Linked DNA regions of Canis lupus: region 1 is linked to region 2. A link is a contact called in public Hi-C data. All regions are on one chromosome and are shown on one strand. The core of a region is the stretch at or near the end of the contact, and the rest is flanking DNA. Distances in the headings are between cores, read along the strand shown.

Region 1 (7,044 bases), core at 3,952-6,451, 290 kb before region 2:
TTCCCTGTTGTAAATGCTCCAAGGCATTTTGGAAAGTGATTGTGACCACCTCAGTTTCAACAGCAAGTACCACAGACCCAAGGTCAAACGATCCCTGGTGGGTCACGGAGGCATGTTCTCAGAGAGGATATGAAATAGGTAGGAACAACCAGACTTGCTCAAGATTAGAGAATGTGAGAATAAAGCCCAAAATCTTTGACATTGTCTTACAGCCCATCACTGCTTTACACTCCAGAAAAACAGAACTGCTTGCTGTGAAAAAATTTGGTGAATATACCGCAGGTTCTGGGGTCAGACTGACCTGCGTCTGACTTCAAACTCTGCCCCTGATAAGCTGTGCGACTTTGTATAAGTTACCTAACTGCTCTGAGCCTTACTCCCTTCACTGTAAAATTGGGGATGATAACAGTACTTAACTCTTATGGTTATTGCAAGAATTAAAATGATGTGTGTAAATCACGATGCCTCTCAAACAGTCTGTCATCCATAAATCATTATCAGTACACCATGAAATCATCCCACTTGCCACTACATCAAATATGGCCTTGATATTTGAACTAGCCTGGTAGTTTCAAACGAACAGTAATAATCTGAGAAGCAGGTCTTTCATGTCTTTAGCTTTCTAAAGTTCAATTCTGACCATAATCACCCATTATTAAATACTTACCATATGCCAGGAATTAAGATACTTTTTCTTGATCTTTGCAACACCTAAATAAGACAGATGCTATTTCCCCCTTTACATGTGACCAAAAGGAGGCTGAGAGAAGACTGAGTAACTTTTCCCAGGTCATACAGGAGGTGCGGCCAATATTCGAACCTGGGCCTGGGTGCCAAATCCCCTACTTCTGCCCATTGTAGTATTGCCTGACCTCTGTGAAATCACCCTCCATGACTTCCCACAGCCTTCAGGGGAAAGGTCAAGCCCCTCAGCTTACTGCATAAGGCTTTTCTTCATCTGGCTCTGGCCCCTACTGACCCCTCTGACGTCTTCACCTACAGCCCAACCACCTCCTCAAAAAGACATTTCCTGACACCCTTTCTGGGTCTCCCAGAGCACTATGGCCATATCTCTATCATGACACTTGTCACATTGTAGTGTAAATATTGAATTAATTGTATGTGTTCTTCAAAAGGTCATGAACTCCTATGGGCACTGTGTCTTATCCATCTTTCTATTCCCACTATCTGGCAAAGTGTTTGGCACAGAGTAGGAATTTAATCAATGTGCATTGACTGAATGAATACTTGAATGAGTGGATTAATATTGAGCATGGAAGGCCCAAATATAACATCCTACCACTTTTTAGAACAGTGGTGCTTAAGGTAGGGTTCTTGGAGCAGCAGCAGCAGCATCTGGGAACTTAGAAATGCAAATTATGGGCCCTGCTCCAGAAACAGAAACTCTGGGGGCGGGGAGCTGGTTAGGGCCCCAGCCACCTGCACGGTACCAACACTTCCAGGTTACCTTCAAATGCATATAAATTAAGAATAGGTTTATACAATGGATTTAAATTGCCCATAAACATGCACATATAAACAAGAAAAATATTATGGTTATTATTTATACTAATTCCTTAAATTTATTTGGTTCTTAATAGATTACAAAATGCTTTCCTAATGACTATATTTGAAAGGAAAGATGAAATAGGGAGAATGATAAAGGGGTTCAGATTGGTATGTTACACTCTTACTTAATAGGCCCCTGAGCTCCTAGAGAGAGAACTTTCTCAGCTGCCACATCAGGAAAATAAGAATTTTGTGCCCCTAAAAGAGCATTTGCCAGGTCAGGCTGGGGAAGTGGGTTCTGTGGTAAGCAGCCCTTCCCACAAAATCCCATTGGTTGGATGAAGGATTCCAGGTGGACAAGGTTGAATGTGATTAAATCTTAGTTGGGGTTGTAGGAAAGCTAGAGCTATGGGGAAGAAGGTCTACTGAAGCTGAGAGGTACCTGAGTATTTTTAATACTTTATGCAGGCATGAAGTTTCATTACACAAAATTATATCACCACGTTCTCAGTTAAAAAAAATTTTTCACTCTCAGAGAAAAACACAGTGAAAGGAACTAAAATTTTATGGCAATTTCCTTTGGGTAGTAGTATTTCACCTTTTTTTTAAAGAGTTTTTTTGCGAAAAACTTTTTTTATAATGAGAAAAGGATAATAAAGTCATAAAATTTGTTCTGTGTACCTGGGGAGACTGATTTGCAGAACCAGCAGCTGGTGCAGCTGGAGGCAGAATCTGACAAGGGAAATTGGGATCTCAGAGGTTAGAAGGAGCTGGGAAGGACCCAGAGCAGTGTTTATTGAGAGGCCCATCTAAAGCAATGAAGTAAGAGGAAATGCCCTGACGAAGACTTTTGTAGGCAAAGACCTAGGACACTACTAACTCAGGCTCTGTTAATCCAAAGGCAAGTTCAAGCCAAGGAGTGGGAAGCGCCTGGGACACCAATATCATGGGGCTTGGGTTTCTTCCCAGGACCTGGAAGGTGAGAGGGCTCCCTTGGGAGGGTGGAAGTGAGGGAAAATGATCCAGAACAGTTTATGGCTCCAGGGCTTGCAACTGAAGGAGGTAGCAACTGGAAAGGGACAACTAGTGCCTTAAGCAAACTTTCACACTTACCACTTGTGCTGAGCCATTTGCACAAAACAGGATTAGGTACCTGTAACTTACATATTCTGCGTATAGTTTATACCCTAAGATTTCTTCACTATGGTAGAAAGTCAGCTGTGTTCTTAAAACTGATTGCCTGAGCTGCAGTTATTTTCTAGTGGAGGCTGATACAGAATTACAACAGAAGTTCTGAATCTCAAGGGCATACTATCTGGAGAAGTGACCCTCCCCCATCCTTGAGCCTTGGGAGTGGAAAGTTGTTATGTGAGCATTTTACATTTATGAAGCAGTTAGTGTTTGGAAGGCTAAGTGCTTTGAATGGGCTGTCTCATTTATTCTTCCAAGGAGCCTTATGAGCTAGTTACCGCCATCGTGTCCAACTTTACTAAACGAGGGAATGAAGATCTAGCTTGCAAAGGAGAATGTTAAGACTGATTCTGAAGCCCAAATTCCTTCTATCATACTACCCTGCATTTGTTAGTCCTGAAAATACCCTAAAGTGAGTAACAGTATCTCTAAAAGACTAAAACTAGTAATACCTAGGGTGAGGTTACAAAAAAACCACATGCAGTGTTGGTAGGAATGTGAATTGGTATGATGTTTCTGAAGGACAATTTCACAATATTGACCAGAGAATTTTAAATGCAAGTACCCTTTTGTTTCAATGATTTCCATCACCAAGATATAGTAAGTGAAAAAAAAAAAAGCAAGGTGCAGAATGATGTGTATAGTAAGATGTCTTTTAAAATAACTTTTAGGGAAAAAAAAATAAAAAATAAAAAAAATAAAAAAAATAAAAAAATAAAATAAAATAAAATAACTTTTAGGGGATCCCTGGGTGGCTCAGTGGTCTAGTGCCTGCCTTTGCCCCAGGGCATGATCCTGAAGTCCCGGGATCCAGTCCCACATCGAGTCCCACATCCGGTTCCCTGCATATAGCCTGCTTCTCCCTCTGTCTGTGTCTCTGCCTCTCTCTCTCTCTGTCTTTTATGAATAAATAAAATCTTTTAAAAAACAAAAAATAAAATAATTTTTAAAAATACATATAGAAGATGGGTTGATAAAAATGCTAGCACATGAATACTGTTTTCCCCCTGAAATACAAGAAGGTTTTAACAATAAATATCTTTGGAAAGAGTAACTCGGTTATTATTTTTGTGCCATTGGGAGATATTTGGGCTTTTAAAGTTTTGTTTTCCTCTCTATGTCCACTGATATTTTTTAAGTAACACTTTACCAAGTCTTTTAAATAAAAACCAAAGAGACAGCATTTATTGAGGATTGGTCATGACCAAGAAACTGAACTAAGCATCTTACATATACTACTTCATTGTATTTTCACATGAAATGGTTAGCTTCATTTTACAGATGAGAAGCTAGAGCCTTGGACTGGTGAAATCACTTGCTCATGGTGCCACAGCTGAGGAGGTAGGCAAGTGGCCGCATAAATGCCTGCCTTGGTTCAGAGACCTTGGCACTCAACTGCCTGGCTGTGCTCTTCTAATTGGGTTTTTAACTCTCATTGGCTAATAAAAGTAAACTGGTGAACAACTGGAGTCTAATGAGATAATGTATGTGAAAATACTTTTCTAAGTATAGAGATGTTTGGGGAGGATAGAACAGGCAGCAGGAGGGAGTTTAAATTGGGCAGACTTGTCCACTGATCCCCAGACAGTCAGGACATTGTTTTTTGAGGAAGTGGTGATTAACAAATTTCTTCTTTTTCCTTTAAAAATATCATGAAATGGTATTTATTCCCTCTTCCCCCCAATAACACCTGATCATTGTTGAAAAATGAAAAAGTTGTGGAGAAATGAAAATCCTTTCATAATACCTCTCATGGATACTTCATGACTTGTTTCAGGTGTTAATGGACACGCAACTATATATTGCACTTTCCCACATATTTTACCTTGATGGAAGCAACTATGTATTTGTTCAGTATCTTGCTCTCTTTCAGCCTTATCACATGTCCTGACCATCTTTTCATATCAGCACTTACAGATCTTTCTTCTTTTAAATAAATAGCTGCATTGTATCCATTTTGCAAATGTACACACACACACAATTATTTTAGAATTGTCTACTGAAGGGCATTTTAAGCTACTTCCAATTGTTTGCTTTCCTAACTGCTGCTGGAATGAAGCTCGTTCCCAAGAAAGTTTAGAGGGAGCTTCAGATTGAGTGTGACACATGTCAACTCTGTAGCTGATGAGTGACCCTGTAGGACTCTGTACTGAGGGGAGGAGCACGTTTCACTGTGTGGAGAAACAAAGAACTGTGTCCAAAACAGTTTGGCCAACACAATCAGAGATATGAGACTTGCCAACAGTTGGGACAACCTCAAAAAGAGGAGCTCCCTGTTGTGACAGTTTAGTAATAAGGCAGAGGTTGGGTACTATTTCTCAACAGTGATTGCTGGATCAGAAGAGGATTTCCAGACTCAGGTTCAAGCAGAGTTGGTGCAGGGTATAGATCCCACCAGACAGTCTGGAGACAGCTAGACAGGGAGATGGGCAGCAGAGCTCCAAATCAGGCAAAAGCACGTGTGGAAGGAGCAGTGACCTATGGGGAGACTCAAAACTCATAGACCAACCTCTTCCAGCAGAGGGCAGTGCCTCAGATATCAGGCGGGACTCAGGCCAGCTGGAGCCAGAGCTGGGGACTCCGCTGGACAGATTGCAGCAGCCCGGAGCCGAGGAGAAATTGAAGTAAACTGTCCTCTGGACACTGTAAGTGACATTGGGGAGTGCTCAGGGAAAGACACAGTGGGACTTCAAACTACCGGGATTTGCCTGTTTTCTAATGTCTACCAGTTTGGGTTTGGTAATAAATCTCTTTTCATCCAGCCTGGCTGTGAGGGCTTGCAAGTAAGAGAATTTGGAATCAATTTAAGGCGACCGGTCTCTCAGGTTCCTGGGTACATGCTTGAATCAAAAAGGGGGTGACATGCCTAAAATATAATCGAGCATTGGGGCTCTGTGGATCTGACACAAAGTTTACAAATAGAAAGTTAGCAGAGGGAAAGATATTTAAGAAGTAATAAATTTATCTAAAAATAGAAACTTAGTGTTTAACAGCAGTCCTTTCCTCTTGCATTTCAAGGACTATGAAGGATGACCATTGAAACAGACTTTATCGGGGAAGAGCCAGCTGCGGGAACTGCTCTGCGGGCAGATAATGAAAGATTAAAAGCAATTAGTCTCGTAGGCCTAAACAATTTCCAATCAACTCTCCCCTGAGTATTGCTTACCTTTCCCGCCGTGTAGTGGTTACAATCAAAAATGGCAAAGCTGAGTTATTGTCAGATAAAGTGTTTCTATTCCTGTTGTTTTTGAGTCTTGTGATAAGAAGGGAAGGAGTGACTTTGTCATTTGCTGGTGGAGTCGAGCCAATTTGCTAGATGATAAAAGTACTGTATTTAATTATTTGTCAGGCATGGCCAAGTAAGACACATCACAAATGGATTAAGAGCGGTAGTGCAGTCGAAGGGTAGTTTGCACGCGTTTCTAGAGAAACATCAAGTGTTCGAAACACGAGCTATGAGAATGAACTTTCTTGGCTGCTTTATTTTCCTTGCGCCTTCTCGAGCCGGGATGTTGGGCGCTCTCCCGGGGGCCGGATGGTAACCCGCCGTCCAAGCACTCGCCAGCCGGCGGTGCAAGTCCTCTGGCTGCGAGCCGCGGAGACGCCAAGGGGTTTGGCGCCTTTGGGATGCGACTGTCAGCAGCTGGGGTTGCGGGCAGGAAAGGGAAGGCCGCCGGAGGTTCTCTGAGAGGCCCTTTGCCAAGGCCGCGGCCGCGAACCGAGACCGTCCCCTGCCGCCTCACTCGGCAGGGCGCGGCCCCAGAGCCACCCGGCTCGCCCCGGAGAGGTGGGACTTTCCCCACCGGAAGTGATCCCGGCCAGTCTCGGGGAACTGGGGCACCTCAGCCAGTGTGTCAGGGAAACCCTTCCGGGTGTGTGCTGGGGGGGGGGGGGGGTGAGGAAAAAAAAAGAGGTGGCTTCGCCCAGAGTGGCCGCCGCCGCCACCGGACAGCCCCCGCCCCTTTCCCCTCCGCGAGCAGCGGCGCTGGGGCGGCGGAGAGACCGAGGAGCCGGCCGCTGGCCATGGCCTTGGCGTGACGGAGCCTCCCGGGCGGCCGGGCGGGTGCGGACGGCGGGGTAAGTGGCGGCGCTGGCGGAGGCAGCCGGGTCCGGGTCCGGGCAGGAGCTGGCGGGGAGGAGGGGGGTGCGGAGCGAGGAAGGCGGGCGGCGGTCGGGGGCCCGGCGGTAACGCGCCCCCTCACCCCCTTCCCCACAGGCCGGACGACGCCCGCGGGAGCCGCGGCCCAGAGACCCGCCCGGGCGGCAGTGACTGGAGCCGAGCCCACAGGCCTGGGCTGGCTCGGCGGCGCGAGCAGGAAGCGGGGTCCCTGGGCCCCTTTGTGT
Region 2 (6,475 bases), core at 3,665-6,164:
TAGAGAATGTTATTTCTGAAATAAGATCTGAACACTAAGTTTGCTAATTGCTAGTGTGGTGTCATATTTCTTCATGCTTTCTCCATAGACAGATGTAGGAAATACATGTATGTATATACAGTATGCACTTTAATGCATGTATATGTAAATGTAATATATAAATATATATAAAGAGACGTGCATATATATCTCTTTCTATATCAATGTGTCTATCATCCTATCTATATTTACCTCAAAAATGAATTTTGCATAGGTTTCAAGATAAGTTTGTTCTTTATAGTTACACATGATCAATTCTGAACAACTTTTAGTGAATTCTGGTATTAAGCATAAAAGTAAATATATTTGGGTAATAAAGGCCAAGTTTCTCATTGTCAGAGAAGGTAGTTACAAATATGAAAAGGAGGACACTAAATGGAAACATATTTTGTTAGATTGCTAGAAGTATGAGCTCAATATTTGATAGAACATAGATAGATGATGATGATAGATAGATGATAGATAGATAGATAGATAGATAGATAGATAGACATTTGATTGCTATGTCTTCAAGTTCATTACTTGCCATGGCTAAGGTGATGTTGATCTCATCCAGTATAGTCTTCAGCTTAAATATTATAATTTTTATCTATAGAATTTTGACTTGGGCTTTTTTTATATCTTCCATGTCTTCTTTTTGTTGTTTTGAACACAGACATATAGTTATAACACTTGTTTTAATTTCCTTTTCTGCCAGTATTACCAATTATGTCAGATTCAGGTCAATTTCATTGGTTTCTCCTTCATTTTGCATTGTATTTCTCTGATTCTTTGCCTGCCCATAATGTTTTGGTGGATACCAGACATTGTGACATTTTACTTTCTTGGATACCGGGTATCTTTGTATTTCTGGAAATATTTTTTACCTTTTTCCTAGAATGTGGTTTAGCTACTTGGAAAGAGGTAGGTTCTTTGGATCTGTTAGCACAAGAACCATGTTTAGGGGAGGAGTAATCATGCCACACTACTGAGGCAAGACCTTTATGAGTACTGCACCCAATGACATGAATTGTGATATTTTCAATGTTCTGATTTGTAAGACTAGGTTCTATTCTAGGTCTCACACAAGTGCTGGGTATTGTTCCTTCTAGTCCTTTTGGATAGCTCTTCTCCAGTCTTGGGTAGTTTCACACATCACACATGTATCCCTGTAGATCTGCTAAGTTTCCTCCCTGTGCAGTCCCCTCCCTGGTAGTCTGTCTAGCAAACTTCAGCCACTTCTTTCTTTCCAACACTCCTTCCCATCTCCTCAATTCAGGAAGTCCAGCAGGCTCTGGTGAGGAGACCTGGAAACTTTTAAGGCAGAAAAGCTAAGACAGATGTGGGGAATACATTTTCAGTTAACTGTCTTTATGGGTCACTGTCCCTGGTAACCTAATGTCCAGTGTCTTGATAATCATCATTTCATTTATTTGTAGTTTTTGTTTGTTCAGGCATGAGAGTAAATTGGTCTCTGTTATTTTACACAGATCAGAAGTGGGATTTCCTTTTTCATAATTTTAAACATGACACCCATAGTTGTTTTAGGATCTGTGTCTCATAATTCCATTAACTGAAATTTCCTGTGTTTCCTTTTGGTCTATTTTTTTTTTTTGCTTGCTCCTGCCCATATGCCTTGTGTGTTTATTTGCCTGGTTATTCTGATCTTCATACTTTAACAATTATTTATAGTAAGAACTTTAGCTACAATGAAGTCACATTCTTCCAGAGAGTATTTCCATTTGCCTCTGTCAGATGGAGTACTGGGGGGATAATTGGGCATACTCTTAGTGGAGGCCACCCTTAAATTTTTACGTTTGGAATTGTCTACATATCAAGGAAGTAGAACCTAAGATGAACTTCTGTGTGAGGGCTGGGCCACATCCTGTACCCTCAGGATGGAGTCTTTTGGGTGCCACCTAATTGAAGGAAGATAGTCATGTTAGACTCTCTAGTTTGTATACATCTCAACCTTTGGTTTATGCTCTTCTTATCCTAAGAGGTTATGTAAATAATGTTCTGATTTGGAAAATATCTAGGTCTCTATTTTCTCTTTATTTTGTTCAGGTAACACCTTATTTCCCTTTCAGCTTTTCAATTCTTTATTTTTCTAAGATTTTATTTATTTATTCATGAGAGACACACAGAGAGAGAGGCAGAGACACAGCAGAGGGAGAAGCAGGCTCCATGCAGGGAGCTGGATGGGGACTCGATCCCGGGACTCCAGGATCATTCCCTGGGCCGAAGGGAGGCTCCCAACTGCTGAGCCACCCAGGTGTCCCAGCTTTTCAAGTCTTTAAAGAAGGTATTCTTCACATTTCATCCAGGTTGCTAAAAGTTTCTTTCAGGGGCCCCTGGCTGGCCCAATTGGTGGAGAGTGTGACTCTTGATCTCGAGGTTGTGAATTCGAGCCCCACATTGGGTGGAGAGATGACTTAAAAAATAAAAATTAAAAAATAGCACTGAATATAAATTAAAATATAGAAGTTTTTTTTTTCCCAAAGGGCAGGCTGATATGAATGACCTAGCCTATCTTAACAAAAATCTGGAAGTTTGCCGTGAATTTTTAGAGGATGGCTTAAGACATTGGTACAGAAGGAATTGCTAATGAAACTACCCAGCCCAACCATGCACTATCTGGTCAGTCTTAGCTTTGCAAGCACCTTCTTCATGCTGAGCCTTGTTTTTCTACTCACTGAAATTATTCTTGAAATATATTCATTAGGAACACTTGGTTCTATTCCATGACTTTATCTGTAATGTATTAGCACAAGTCATTGTGTGGACACATCTGGTTGATTATGCAATGCAGTTGACAAATTCTAGTTTGGTGTGCTCTCTAAATAGCCTGCAGGCTGGTTTTTGGAGGAAGGTGCCTAATTCTGTACTGAGGCTCTGCCCAAAGTGAGACTGTCTGCATTTCCAGTTCTCTTAGCTCTGGTTCAGTTAGCATGGTGAACAACCCAACATGGTTAACATATGAAGCATTTAAGACATTCCTCAGCTTTCGATTAGCAAAGTAGTTGAATATGGGAACCTGGGAGCCACGTAAATTCTTGGTCAAACAAAACCATGTACTTGATTAGGCAAAGCACAGTACCTGCCGGCTAGAAGTTTAACTAGCATCCTAAGAGCATGGGATCTGAAGCTGTGCTTCGAGGGTCAAATATTTACACCAAAAGGAAAGGTTTCTATCTGCAGATCAAGGGATTTTCTACTTTCCCTAATATTCTTTCTCTGGTGTTCTCAAAGAATACTGGGACGCAGATAAAACACTATCAGGCCTGCCTCAACCCAGAGCCCAACAACGGCAACAGCAACACCAGGGCTTTGTAGAAAACGGGGACCAAAAAGAACTTAGCAACTGCCAGACACAGTTGGTGAAGTCAGGGGCAAAGTCCATAGTCAGAAAGTAGGAGCCCTAAAGGGGAAATGCCAGTAATGATGATGATGATGATGATGATGATGATGATGATGAAGAAAATAGAAAAAGCTAATTACTGAGGCCTTATTATAAGGACCCAAGAGGACAAATTAGAATAGCTAACATATACTACCTACTACGTGCCAGGTGTTGTTCAAAGTGTTTTAGAAATATCAAATCAGGGACACCTAGGTGGCTCAGTGGTCGAGCGTCTGCCTTTGACTCAGGTTGTGATCCCGAGGTCCTAGGATTGAGTTTCGCATCAGACTCCCTGCATGGAGCCTGCTTCTCCCTCTGTCTGTGTCTCTCATGAATGAATAAATAAAATCTTTAAAAAAAAAAAAGAAATATCGAATCATTTCATTCCCATAATCATCCCATGAGGTCGGCTCAGAGAGGCTAAGTAAAGAGCTCAAAGTCACAGAGCTGTTAAATGTGGCCCATGTCCTTCACCTTGCCCACAGTACTCCTAGATAGTGAGTTATGCTGAGATCAAGAGAGAAGCTAGCTCTCCATCCACTCCCACCTGGAGAAGGGAGGCTGTAGGTTTGGGGAACACAGGGACAGCAAAGGCAGCTACATTGGCAGCATCTGTCCTACAGGCTCCGAAGGGTGGAAATCAACCAACACACTGTGTGATCAGGGCAGGGAGAGGATTGCAAAAGGAGGATGTACCAGGTACCAGCAGAGAGCGAGTTTTAGTCTTTATTCTCTCTAAGTTGCCTGTGAATGGTGAAGGACAGATCTGAGGCCACTCTTGTCCTGAGCCCTAATTTCACTCCTGGGCAAGGACAAACCGGCCCCATGAAAAGGTTGTCCTTAGCCCTAGAAGGGAAGGTGAGGCGTCCTGCCAGGTCTCTGTCGACATCTAGCGGTCATTGTGGCATAGGACACCCAACGCAGGATGGGCGCGTTTGAGCTGGCTAGTGGAAGAACAGGAGGGCAGAGCAGGGGTTCTTTACTTGGGGATGGAAGGGAAGGGCGAGAGGCTCTGTGAAAGTTACCTCCTCCCCCCTTGAGTCATATGTGAAAGCTATACTGGTGCATTTCCCCGTAGCTGTCATCCGTTCCACCGTGGCTTTTGTGACACTCATAATTTAAGAACCACAGCTGGAGGGTCAGGAAGTGGTGTCCCAGAGAGAAGCTGGCTCTGGCCTGTGGGCCTTCCCACTGGGTCCTCACCCTGATGGGCAGAGAGGCCCCAGCTGGGCCCCAGCATGGCTCTCTCTGTGCACAAAGCGCGGAGCTGGGGGGGAAGTGCGTCGATGGTAATTTTTTTGGTGGCAGTTAGGCCCTCAGAGGACAGGGACAGGCCCTCCCTGACAAAGGCCTCTTAGGGCTGCTCACCTTTCTTTGGCCCTCCAGGCTTGGCCTGGAAACACTTGGAGCTTTTCCTCTGCTCAGCAGCTGGATTCCCTCTCAGCCTCACCTGGTCCCACCCTGTTCTTCTTCCCCAGCTTTGATGTAAGACCTGGGACCCTGCCTTCTCCCTTCTCTGTAGCTGCCACCTCCCACTCTACCCTTTGGATTCCCTTCCACACCCCCAAGCACAACTGCAAAGGGGATCGACTGCAAAGGGGATCGCTGCCACCCCAGCTCCTCCCTCCCTGGGCCCAGATGGCCGGCACATGAGCAACCTGTTGGGAGGGCTTCCCTCAGCACCAGGCAGAGACACATTCAGGACACACACAGCAAGGCTAACCTGCACAGGAGCCACAAGGAGCAAAGAACAGTCCAGAAGTCTCGAAGTTACCATGGCCAGTCTGCACGTTCTGTCTCCCTCTGGATCAGTGAGGACACATGCAGGCCCACTTGAGCTCCTGCCCTCTGCTCTCTTCCTTGAGGGATGGCTCACCATACCTTCCCTGCTTCAGTTTGCTAACTTGAAGGGGAGTTGGGGCCTGGCCAGGATATCCAGACAGGAAGCTAACTGTGTGCCCCGTGTCCAGTGTTCAGTAGTTGTCTCCAGTTTGGATGGAGGAAGACTCAACAGCCCACAAGAATAGACAACCATGACCTTAAAGGCAAGTGTTGATGAAACTGGGAAAGTAATCAGAAGAAGGGAACAGAAAACAGGCATTAGCTTGATGGTTGTCACCTGGAGAAAATTTTTTTAATATTGATGTCAGGGTTTCATACCAAACAGAAAATTAGAATTTTCAGTATGGAGTATAGGCTTTGGTGTTTTGTTTTTGTTTTTTTCAAAAGCTCCCTATGTGATTTGAAGGATCTTCTAGGGGTAAATATATGGCACTAGGTTATAAGATGAACTCAATTCAAAGTGCAAGAAGAGGTCTGATCAGGAAGTTGGTGAGGCCCTGAAGACATTGACCTAGATCCTGAAATACCATGACAGTACAATAGTTGGTGATACAGTTCTGCTGAACTGAAACTTTCATAATACCTGTCCCCTGGTCACCCTAATATAAAACTTTAAGAGGGTCAATGATGAGTGTGATCATTGGGGATGAGAAACCTCCTTGATGTGTGGCATCCTCCAGGGCCATCCTGTTGGCCCACACACCATCCAGTCTCCTGCGTTGTAACTTTACACACAAGGATATCTCTCAGTGTAATGAAGACACAGAAAGTTTTAAATACTAGCAGGACTTTGGGAGTAATTAAAATGGCTGTACATAGACTACCACAGAATAGGACTAAATCACTGTGTTCTTTCCCATCTTATTGCCAAATAATATAAGAATCAATTGTTCACATCTTCCTCATCACATCTGTTTCCAATACCTAAAGTTTAGCCTTTCCTCTATAGCTTCTTCCTGCAGCTTCTACTTTATTCCATCCCAAGCCTACTCTGAGGTGCCTACATCATCCTACTTCCTTTGTAAACAAACACACACACTATTTTACTACCAATCGATGTGCAAAACAATCTTCCTAACACCTCTTCTCAAATCCTCAAGCCACACATGGGCCTCACCATGCTTTGCTCTCACTTTATCAAATACCTACCCCTCACTTCATCTCTGAAACCCACCCCATTCCTCATCCTATATAAAATCATTTTTTAAAGAC

What was found. A called contact is a pair of places that touch in the nucleus more often than the background predicts.
Region 1: a Hi-C map of blood shows a contact between it and region 2, with 9 times the contacts expected there. The contact joins the promoter of RAP2C here to the enhancer-like site in region 2. A contact is called at or near these places in 2 of 9 Hi-C or Micro-C datasets (both in blood).

Annotation. Positions count from the first base shown.
Region 1 is chrX:104,067,312-104,074,355 of UU_Cfam_GSD_1.0, reverse strand. It overlaps RAP2C (ras-related protein Rap-2c), which reads left to right and starts at 5,201. Exons shown (of 4, transcript XM_038588325.1): 1 at 5,201-5,345; 2 at 6,917-7,044. LOC119868515 (a long non-coding RNA gene) reads right to left here and starts at 6,570. Exons shown (of 3, transcript XR_005386447.1): 1 at 5,867-6,570.
Region 2 is chrX:103,777,175-103,783,649 of UU_Cfam_GSD_1.0, reverse strand. The region is part of intron 2 of LOC119878082 (a long non-coding RNA gene); the gene reads left to right. Among named protein-coding and RNA genes, the nearest start is that of STK26, 100 kb to the left of the region's middle. Within about 2 kb of position 4,914, at least 2 of the 20 cell types and tissues checked have an H3K27ac peak or open chromatin away from gene starts, as enhancers often do. A contact at or near this core is called in blood, where this site is marked.